2 separate regions of the Eptesicus fuscus genome follow, and region 2 is linked to region 1. Evidence: chromatin contacts called from public Hi-C data. All regions are on one chromosome and are shown on one strand. Each heading gives the region's core, a stretch centred on a gene start, on an enhancer-like site or on the middle of the called end of the contact. The rest is flanking DNA. Distances are from core to core; before and after follow the strand shown. Region 1 holds the start of OPN5 (opsin 5). Region 2 holds the start of PGK2 (phosphoglycerate kinase 2).

The links. A called contact is a pair of places that touch in the nucleus more often than the background predicts.
Region 2: a Hi-C map of liver shows a contact between it and region 1, with 4 times the contacts expected there. The contact joins the promoter of PGK2 here to the promoter of OPN5 in region 1. A contact is called at or near these places in 2 of 2 Hi-C or Micro-C datasets (liver and muscle).

Annotation. Positions count from the first base shown.
Region 1 is chr10:18,114,043-18,118,913 of DD_ASM_mEF_20220401, forward strand. OPN5 (opsin 5) reads right to left here and starts at 3,025. Exons shown (of 6, transcript XM_008153205.2): 1 at 2,896-3,025. The coding sequence starts at 3,025.
Region 2 is chr10:18,419,522-18,424,392 of DD_ASM_mEF_20220401, forward strand. It overlaps PGK2 (phosphoglycerate kinase 2), which reads right to left and starts at 2,117. Exons shown (of 1, transcript XM_008153198.3): 1 at 504-2,117. The coding sequence starts at 2,037. The coding sequence ends at 784.

The DNA.
Region 1 (4,871 bases), core at 1,775-4,274:
CCCAAATCCCTACTGACTTTATTTAAGAAAAGAATACACCTACTTCCATAGCTTAACATGTAGAGTAGATTTCTTCAGGAATTCTTGCTTCATAGTGTAGCTGTGTATAAATGAGAATCTTGTACAGCTGCCTTTAGTAGTAAGGAATAAGGAGAGTATTAACAGGAGAAACCCAGAGTTTTCTATTTTAATTCCTACCTCTCCACTACAATTCATTTGGGAGGCAAGGAGAAAAGTGTGCGTTTCAGCTGATGGTATGAAACCACCAGGAACTAGCTGCCCTGTGCTCTTAGGAAGTTCTGATCCCCAGAATAGGGCTGCTTAATGGTCCCTTAAACTCTCTTTAGCTATCCTAAGGCAGAAGAGTTAAAAATAGAAATGAATATGGAGGAATTCTTGAGTAAACCCACTACAGTGAAACCTATAGCTCATGAAAGGAAATCAGCTAGCAAGGCACACTGGGAAATTGAAATGTGAAAACATGACTTGAAAAATTATAAACAGATGCCATCTACTTGGTATCCAAAGAGATTGAAATAAGCATGCATATGCATTTGAAACACAAAGTTCCCTTTGTCTTTAAATACCCTTTGTCTTTCTATATCTCTATATATTTTTGAGATTATTGGTTTTCTTGCTTTTCCTTTCTTAACTACCTCTGATTCATTAGGTTTCACCCAGTGCCCAAAGCATTATCCATATATAGTCAACTCACTAAGAGTTGCATTTAGATTATTCCACAGGCAATCTTAGCTGCAGGGGGGTATCAAGAGAATGCAAACTGGTTTTAAAGGATTGTTAAGGGAAATCAGGTTAGGAAAATAAAGACTAAAGGGGGAACATTTTTATATGATGAAAATCCTGACTCTTTCTATGAATACGAAAATATATAAACTCTCATATATTGACAGATAATAAACTAAGTCATAGTAAAAGAGTAGAGGATGGGAATGGGTCTGTAGTTTATTTCTCCTCCATTCCAGTTTTATCTCTTCATCTCCCAGTTTTCCCTAAGACTTCCAGTATTTAACAAAGCCCACCAAGAATGTCATTCTACTCTGGTTCCTTAAAAGGAATCTGGGCACATCCTGTAAACCTACCCTAGAAGGGTCTGAAAACCAGGCACAGTATTAAGCCCAAGACCTGGGCCTAGTATGAATCCACCTCCCTCCAGCTGGCCCTAACTAAACTGAATGTTCTGGAACATGTCTCGGCTCCACCCCCAGCTCCCTAAGTCACTTGATGATCCTTTTGGGGACTCTTTTTGGACTTCTTTTTTCTAGCTCCAACCCCAGGTGCATCAAGTGAGAAATTCTCTGGATTCCTCCACTCACAGCCACTCTAGTTGCCTCTTCTCCCTGGTTTCTCCTGCCAGGGTGGGGAATGGACAGCTCTCCCTCCCTAATTTGTGTTGCCTGGGGAAATTGGTCAGGTTAAAAATGCTACTTTTTAATTCATTTCTTGCAACTAATTGAGACAAATTCAAGTTATATGATGTCTATTTTTCTGGTTTTCTCATTGTTGAAAGTACTTATGCTTAATAAAAATGCCATGTGGATTTTATTTCCAGATAGATCGTCCCCATGCGGGCAGAGAGTTTGCCCACTTTATTCACTGCTGTTTTCCAAGTAACTTAAACTGTGGTGAAGAATGGGCATTCGGTATCTATTTGTGTGTGAAAGGATGTGGAGGCCCGTTTATAAAATATAGAATTTAAATCAGTTTCATAATTACCTCGAATAAAGCCAAGGACCCAGGGAATCCCTTTGCAGCAGAATTTCTTTTGACTCAGGCAGTGACCCTAGAGGGGTCTCCAGACTTTTCTAGTGAGTTTTGCTAATTTCAGGAGTTTAAATAAAATTCTTATCCAGTAATAAATAGACAAGAGAGAGGGAGAGAAAGAGAGAGAGAGAAAGAGAAGGTCAGTGAGGGAGAGGGTGGGAGGGAGGGAGAGAGAGAAAGAGAAAGCTTGACCCAACATCTGAAAAGATGAAAGGCAGACACACCTAAAGACATAACCCACCTGTACACTGGTTGCTCAAATCTGAAACAATTTTAAATTTCAGAAAGGCATTATGGTTGAATTCTGAGTGCCTAGACTAGTGCTGCCCAATAGAAATATAATGTAAACCAGAAATGTGAGCCACACATGTAGTTACATTTTTTTCTGGTAGTCACATTAAACAAAGTAAAAATAGTACTAAATTAATTTTAATATTTACTTAACCTAATATATCCAAAATATTATAGGTAGGACATGTCATCATTTTAAAAAACTGATTAATGAGCTATTTTACATTGTTTTTCTGGTACTAAGTCTTCAGTGTCTGGTGTGTGTTTACATTATAGTGCATCTCAGTTTGGAAAAGTCACAGCTCAGGTGGGTGCTCAGGACCCACGTGGCCACTGCATTGGATGACACAGTCTGGAAGCCAATGTGGATTATGCACAAAAGCCTTTGGCCCTGGACTTTTTATTACCAAGCCATCTTTTCAACTCTCACCCAAATTACTTTATCATGGTCCATTCTAAGCTTATAATATTTTTATTATATCAAAGCATTTTTTAGCAAGCAAAAGCACTGTATTTAAATAAGAGCTCATTATCACTCATTTTCTCATTCAGAAGACAATCTTACTACCAAAACATTGAATATGAAGTGTAGTCTCAAGGTAATTTTTCTTTTTTTGCTGTAAAATTCTTTGAGTCATAAAGGGAATATTTATTTCTAAGAATAAAGATAATAGAGAATCCATCCCATCTTCTGCCTTCCTCCCACTTTTCACCTCCATTCAAAATATCCACATGAGAGTTGGAATCATGGTGCAAAATCAACATATCAGCCCAGGAATTTTCTAGATGCAGCTTTTGCACAGAAAAATTAAGGAAGCTTACCGATTATTGTTAAGTAAAATCCAGCCACTAAATCCGCTTCCCAGGAAAGTTTGGAAGCAAAGGGGTCTCCGTCTTGAAGATAGTGTGGCAGGCCCTCGTCCTGGGGCAGGGCAGTGTGGTTTAACGCCATGCTGTTCTCAGGCAACCAAGAGTCTGAAAAGCAAATTGGGAGTGATCTCAACAAACCTGACTAAGACAACTTGAACCATCTCATAACCATGCCACTTGTAAAATAAAAAACAAGTTCCCAAGTCATGCTTGGTTGTCTAATTAATAACTGGAGAACATTTTAACATTCTTTTCGACTACCTAAATATGTCAATATTTAATTATTCAGTGTGCTGATTATCCATGACTACATTATTTCATTTCTTCATCATGCTACCCTCTTTGGGCTACTTCACTCCTCCCTTGGGTGAAGTGACTATGAAGTTGAAGGCCAAATCCTATTCATTTTACTGCTTCTTAGCAATTTTTATAAAGGTCTGAACTAAGAGAAGATATTGTATGGAGTTTACAATAGATAGGTAGATAATAGATAGATAGGTAGATAGATGATAGATAGATAGACAGATTACTCCATCAATATTTTAAATATATAGAATATTTAAAAATTTTCCAGATTATAGGTATTTTTTAAAATTATACAAATTGTCCAAAAAAAAATCTCTATCAGGTTTAGTGTATTTTAAGAGAATACATAGTGTTGATATTAGGGTATTAAGTACAAAGGAACATAGAAACTTAACTACATAATTTTAAGAGCTGGATTTTTGAGGGGCCATTTGGAAAAGAACTTTGGTTGTAACTCACAATTCATCCACAGGAAGATTTGGATTTCAAGTTTCCCAAAGCAGAAAGCAACTTCCTTATTTCCCACTGCAGCCTCTTCTAATTCACTTTCTAAATTTGCTCATTCCAGGATGAAACCTTGAGCAATGAGGAACCCCCCAAAACATAAGCCTTTGTAGTGTTTCTATTACATTTTGATTTTCAAAAGTTTACAAAAAGTTTTTGATTGGCCCTGTGCAAGCATATATCACACAATAACCCCAATACTGAAAGTTGGAGTGCTGTGTTATTCCTGAGATAAAATGTACGGCTGAGAATGTCCTGAGGAGAAATACTAAGGTGGAAGTTTCAACTTGTTTTGAACTTGCTTATTTCAAAACAAACCACTAGATGCCACTGTTCAGCCCCGTAGGAAGAGATGTGGGGTAGAACCTCTCACTCTGCAAGTGTAACTTGGATGTATACCTCATAATTGGTGGCAGGCTGATTAGCAGATCCCAATCACTTTCTACAAAAGGCACAGCTTAACCACTTGCTAATGGCCCATTTACAGCTGAAATAGGACTTCTTAACCCACTCTTAACCCTCTTGGTGCCAAGTTAGGTGAAACTCCTGTCTACTTCCACATACACAGCTTGAGGACAGTCACGTGGTTAATGGCCATTCAAAATTCTTATTCCTAGGAGCTGTGGGAAGTGAAGCTTCCAAGAGAAACATCTGTTACCAATCCAACCCCTTGTAAGACCTGCCCCAAGTCCAAGTTTATCTTCAGAACTCATTCCCCATGGTTGACCCTCCTTTTCTCCTCACCACAGATTCCCCCTGCCCACTGGCTGTCCAGCCCTGGCCTCTACTTTAGATTCACAATCATAAAATGAGGGTTTGAGTCCAGCTGTGAAACCCACCTTCCAATATGCAGCAGATTATTTCAACTCTCTGGACCACAATAATTTCATCTGTAAAATGGGTATCAACATTTTTACTCACCACTCATGCTTGCTGTAGAAACAATAGGATATTGGATTTGAAAGCACATTGTAAATGGGGAATCTTGTCTAGTTATTATGCGCTGGGACACTTGCTTTTCCCAAACTTGCCCACCCATGAAGACTAGCAATTGTATAACAAATTTCCTCAGGGTCCTAAGCTACATAATTACAGTATTTATTGTAACAATTACAGTA
Region 2 (4,871 bases), core at 867-3,366, 300 kb after region 1:
TATTTTCCCCATGGCTAAATTATCTTTATACATATTTCTTATGCATTTCAAAAATCCCAGGATTTAGATTTAGCAGTTATATTATCTATTCATTAAACAACATCTGTTTTAAAAAGAAAACAATTACTTCTCTATTTGAAACCTGGATTTGATTTATAATTCCCATTCTAATAAACATGTGTGTACACGCTTATGCATCCAAACACACAGACATACCTTCTTTAGACTTAATGTCTTTTTTTTTTTAACTTCATAGGTATAATAAGAATGCTTTATTTCTTATTTTCCTTATTTAGTAAGAAATTTCCTCTTAGGAAACCTTTAATGGCACTCGTGAGTTCTTAAATGTAATTTTCTTTCTCAGTTTATTTGGGCACTTTTATTGTTTAATAGTCTGTCAGTTTCTGCCCCACCCTTCCTCAGCAATTAAGATTTTGTCTTATTCCCATGTTTCAAATAATGAAACAACGACAGAGCTAGGCTAAAATAAAAGGAAGGAGAGATTCAGCTTATTTAACTTGCTTTAATAGGTAACCCACTTCCTATGAATCACAATGGTCAAGTTCAAATGAGATCTTTACGAGAGTAGGTAAATGCATGACAGAACTAAAATTGAACTGCATTTCTGTGCTGATGTTAAGAGTTCCTGATAGCTCATCGCTTGGTCATTTGCCTGGATCTTGATACAGGGGTAGATTTTAACAAAGGTCGAGTTGAGATGTAAGAGCACTAACTTGGCAAAGGCTTGTGGGCAGGAAACAGTAGGAAGGAATACTTTGTCAGTTACAGGTTGCTGAGGGCATCCACTCCAGGAAGGACTTTACCTTCCAGAAGCTCTAGACTGGCTCCTCCTCCAGTGCTCACGTGGCTGACTTTATCTTCGGTGTTCCATTTGGCACAGCAGGTGGCAGTGTCTCCACCTCCTATAATGGTAATACAGCCCCTGGAAGTGGCTTTCACAACTTCATCCATGAGGGCTTTGGTTCCATTAGCAAAGGCATCCCATTCAAATACCCCTACGGGTCCATTCCACACAATTAGCTTGGCTTCGGCTACAACTTGAGCATACTTCTGGTTGGTCTCAGGACCACAGTCCAAACCCATCCAGCCAGCAGGTATGCCTGATGCGACAGTGGCTTGGCCAACCTTAGCATTCTCTTCAAACTTGTCAGCAGTGACAAAGTCAACAGGCAAGGTAATGGTCACACCATTCTTCTGGGCTTTGTCCATGATATCTTTGACAATCTTGGCTCCCTCTTCATCAAACAAGGAAGCACCAATCTCCATGTTGTTGAGTACCTTAAGGAAGGTGTAAGCCATTCCACCACCAATAATCATATGACAGACCTTGTCAAGCATATTTTTGATAAGTTGGATCTTGTCTGCTACTTTGGCTCCACCAAGTATAGCCAGAAAGGGTCTCTCTGGGTTTTCCAAGGCTTTGGCAAAGTATTCCAACTCCTTCTTCATTAGGAATCCAGACGCCTTCTGGGGCAGATTCACTCCCACCATTGAACTGTGGGCCCGGTGAGCAGTGCCGAAGGCATCATTGACATAGACATCCCCTAGCTTTGAGAGTGACTGACGGAAGGCTTCTATTTTCTGAGGCTCAGCTTTAAGCTTATTTCCTGCAGGATCTTGGCCCTTCCCTTCTTCCTCCACATGAAAGCGTAAATTCTCCAGCAAGATGACTGAGCCAGTGGCTGGGTTTGCACAGGCTTTCTCCACTTCTGGGCCCACACAGTCCTTCAGGAACAGGACATCCTTACCCAGCAAGGATTTAAGCTCAGCAGCAACAGGCTCCAGGGAGTATTTATCAGGCATGGGGACACCATCAGGTCGACCTAGGTGACTCATAAGAACTACTGACTTGGCGCCATGATCCAGGCAGAACTTGATGCTTGGGATTGAAGCCTTGATTCTCTGGTTGTTGGTAATCTGGTTGTTCTTCATGGGAACATTGAAGTCTACTCTCATAACGACTCGCTTGCCTTTCACATCCAGTTTGTCCAAAGTTAACTTCTTAGAAAGAGACATCTTGACAATACAACCACAATGCTGAAGAACCACTTTATGCTGCTGGAGGCTGGGTGGGTGATGTTTCTAACGTCCCTTTGCTTGGCCCGCCCCTATCTGCTCAGGACTGTGTCTCCCAGGCAACAGCCAGAGGAAATCTGGTTCTGTGATTGGTCAATGGTACTGTCAATCTGGATTTGGAGCGCGTTGCTTAGCGCCGATTCAAACAGCCAAATAGTCCTCGCTGTGGGCGAGTCAGGGCCTGGCTTGGGTGACAGTTGAGAAGGTGGAGAAATTTTGGAATAAAAAAGGTCCTGAAGTCCAAGCTTCCCGCTGGTTTTCTTTTTTTTTTTCATATTCCTTTTGATAATTGCACTTATTTAAAAGAAAAGAAAAGCATAACCCTTACCTATGTGAAGTCCTAATTATATTGAGTGTAAAAGCATTTACAGGACCCAACTGAAAGGAATTTTTTGAAATAATAGGTGTGTGAAACCTTGTTTACGCAAGGCAATATAGTAAGCTTCTGTTTTTCCTCTGTCTTGAGAAATATTTCTGTTGACAGCATAGCTTGTGTTAGCCCTTAGACTTATGTATGGTGTAGGAGGGTGGAAATAATATATTTTCACTACCTTGTTTTATCCATTCTCAGACTTTGTGAGAGACTCTTGGTGGCTTCTTCAGGAAAATCCCATAAGATCATAACAGAGAATCAGTGAAACACCCAGGATGATGGGACATGTTTTCAGGCTGCAAAGTTATGAGGAGGGCCCTTACTTTTTTCTTCTCTCTTTGTTTTACTCCCCGTGTAACATACAAGTTGAGCTGAAGAGGGGAATGGATTTCATGAGGATGAAAATGTCGGTTTGAATTGAAAATGAGTGAGGGATTTTATTTTTGGAGAAAGTATAAATGGCTGATTGATTTAGGAATGAAAACTGGCTTTGGAATTAGTTAATATGTCAGTTTCCTTAAGTTGAATGAACTCAATGTGTAGCATAAAGACTTTGACGAAAATTATTTGAGGCATCATCCACTAGGATGGCTATAATAATAAAAAAGACAATAACAAGTGTTGACAAAAATGGGGAGAAATTGGCTGATAAGAATGTAAAATGGTAAAGCCCCTTTGGAAAACATGCCATGTGGTTTCATCAATTACAACATGTTGAGGATAACACTCCCATAGAGAAAGGGAACAGGCATGGGAGGGGAGAGGTCTAGGGAAAGGAAAAGCCAGGAGTGAGAAGGCATGCCTTTGTGCTTCCAGCATTAACTAGGGAAACTGAGAAGAGTTATTATATAAATTAATTATGGAAGACAAGGATATTTAATTCTGATAGGCTAGCTTAATACAAACATCCTTTAAGAGTATTTATATTCTAAAAAAGTTGGGGAGACATCACTAGTTTTTTAATAAGGTAGAGACCTAAGCAATAGATGCTAATTCTTAGTTCCTCATCTAGACCTAGAGATGCAGCAATGAGATAGGGAAGCAGAGTCCCTTTTAGCAGCTACAAAAGCCTGCAGGATGTTGATATGACCCTAATATTATTTAGTTCTTCCATTTTCTGGGCAGAAGAAAGAAAGGGCCTTTAGCGGAAGTCCAAAGTCTTGGGAGAGAGGTTGGGTTGCTGTACAGTATTTTCGCTGATCTTTTTCTCTCTCCCATGTGTCTTACAGAGATCAGGCTATTGAATGTGATCAGGATGGGTTAATGAGGTAGCACTTGGAAGCAGTTCACAATATCTTGTGAATTTTGATGGGTTGAGTGCTTATCAAACTTGAAATAAATGATTCCATATTTTCCCTACACTTTTTAGAGTACTTTTTGCAATTTTATGACCTAATGAATGAGTTTTGTTATGTTGCTAATGCCTACAACGGAAATTTTAATTCCCTGTGCTTATAGAAACACCACCAAATCTCCTTTTTTCAGCATCCAAAGATGCATCCTTTTATAGTCACTTTTTCTTGCTATGTATTTTTAAGGCAGGAAATGGAGGAATAGGAAGGTCATATATATGCTTATATCCAAATAATAAATTTGAGAAATTAAAAAAATAAAAACTTGACACATGACATATGCTAAATCATGCAATATAGAGAAATTCTTTTGTGGAGATAGTTTTGGAAAAAACCTAAAATAATTTAATTTTATTTCATTTGGTTGCTGGAAAGTAATATTCAATAACAATAAGCTAAGGTACCCCCAAATCTATAGATATGGAAGTTACATTAGTACTTTTTTTTTTTTAATATATTTTATTGATTTTTTACAGAGCGGAAGAGAGAGGGATAGAGAGTTAGAAACATCGATGAGAGAGAAACATCAATCAGCTGCCTCTTGCACACCCCCTACTGGGGATGTGCCCGCAACCAAGGTACATGCCCTTTGACCGGTATCGAACCTGGGACCTTTGAGTCCGCAGGCCGATGCTCTATCCACTGAGCCAAACCGGTTTCGGCTACATTAGTACTTTTTATATCATCCTAGTATAGTGGCCCGGTGCACAAAATTCGTGCATGGGGGTGGGTGTCCCTCAGCCTGGCCTGCACCCTCTCCAATCTGGGACCCCTCAGGGGATGTCTGACTGCCAGTTTAGGCCTGATACCTATGGGATACGCCTAAACCAGCAGTGGGACACCCCTCTCACAATCCAGGACCACTCACCTGCCTGCCGGCCTGCTCGCCCCCACCTGACCCCCTCCGGCCTTCTTGCCCCCAAGTGCCACCCCTTGCCGGCCTGATTGCCTCCAACTGCCCCCCGCCCCCGCCAGCCTGATCATCCCCAACAGCCCTCCCCTCCTGGCCTGATCACCCCAACCGCCTCTGCCTTGGCCCCGCCACCACT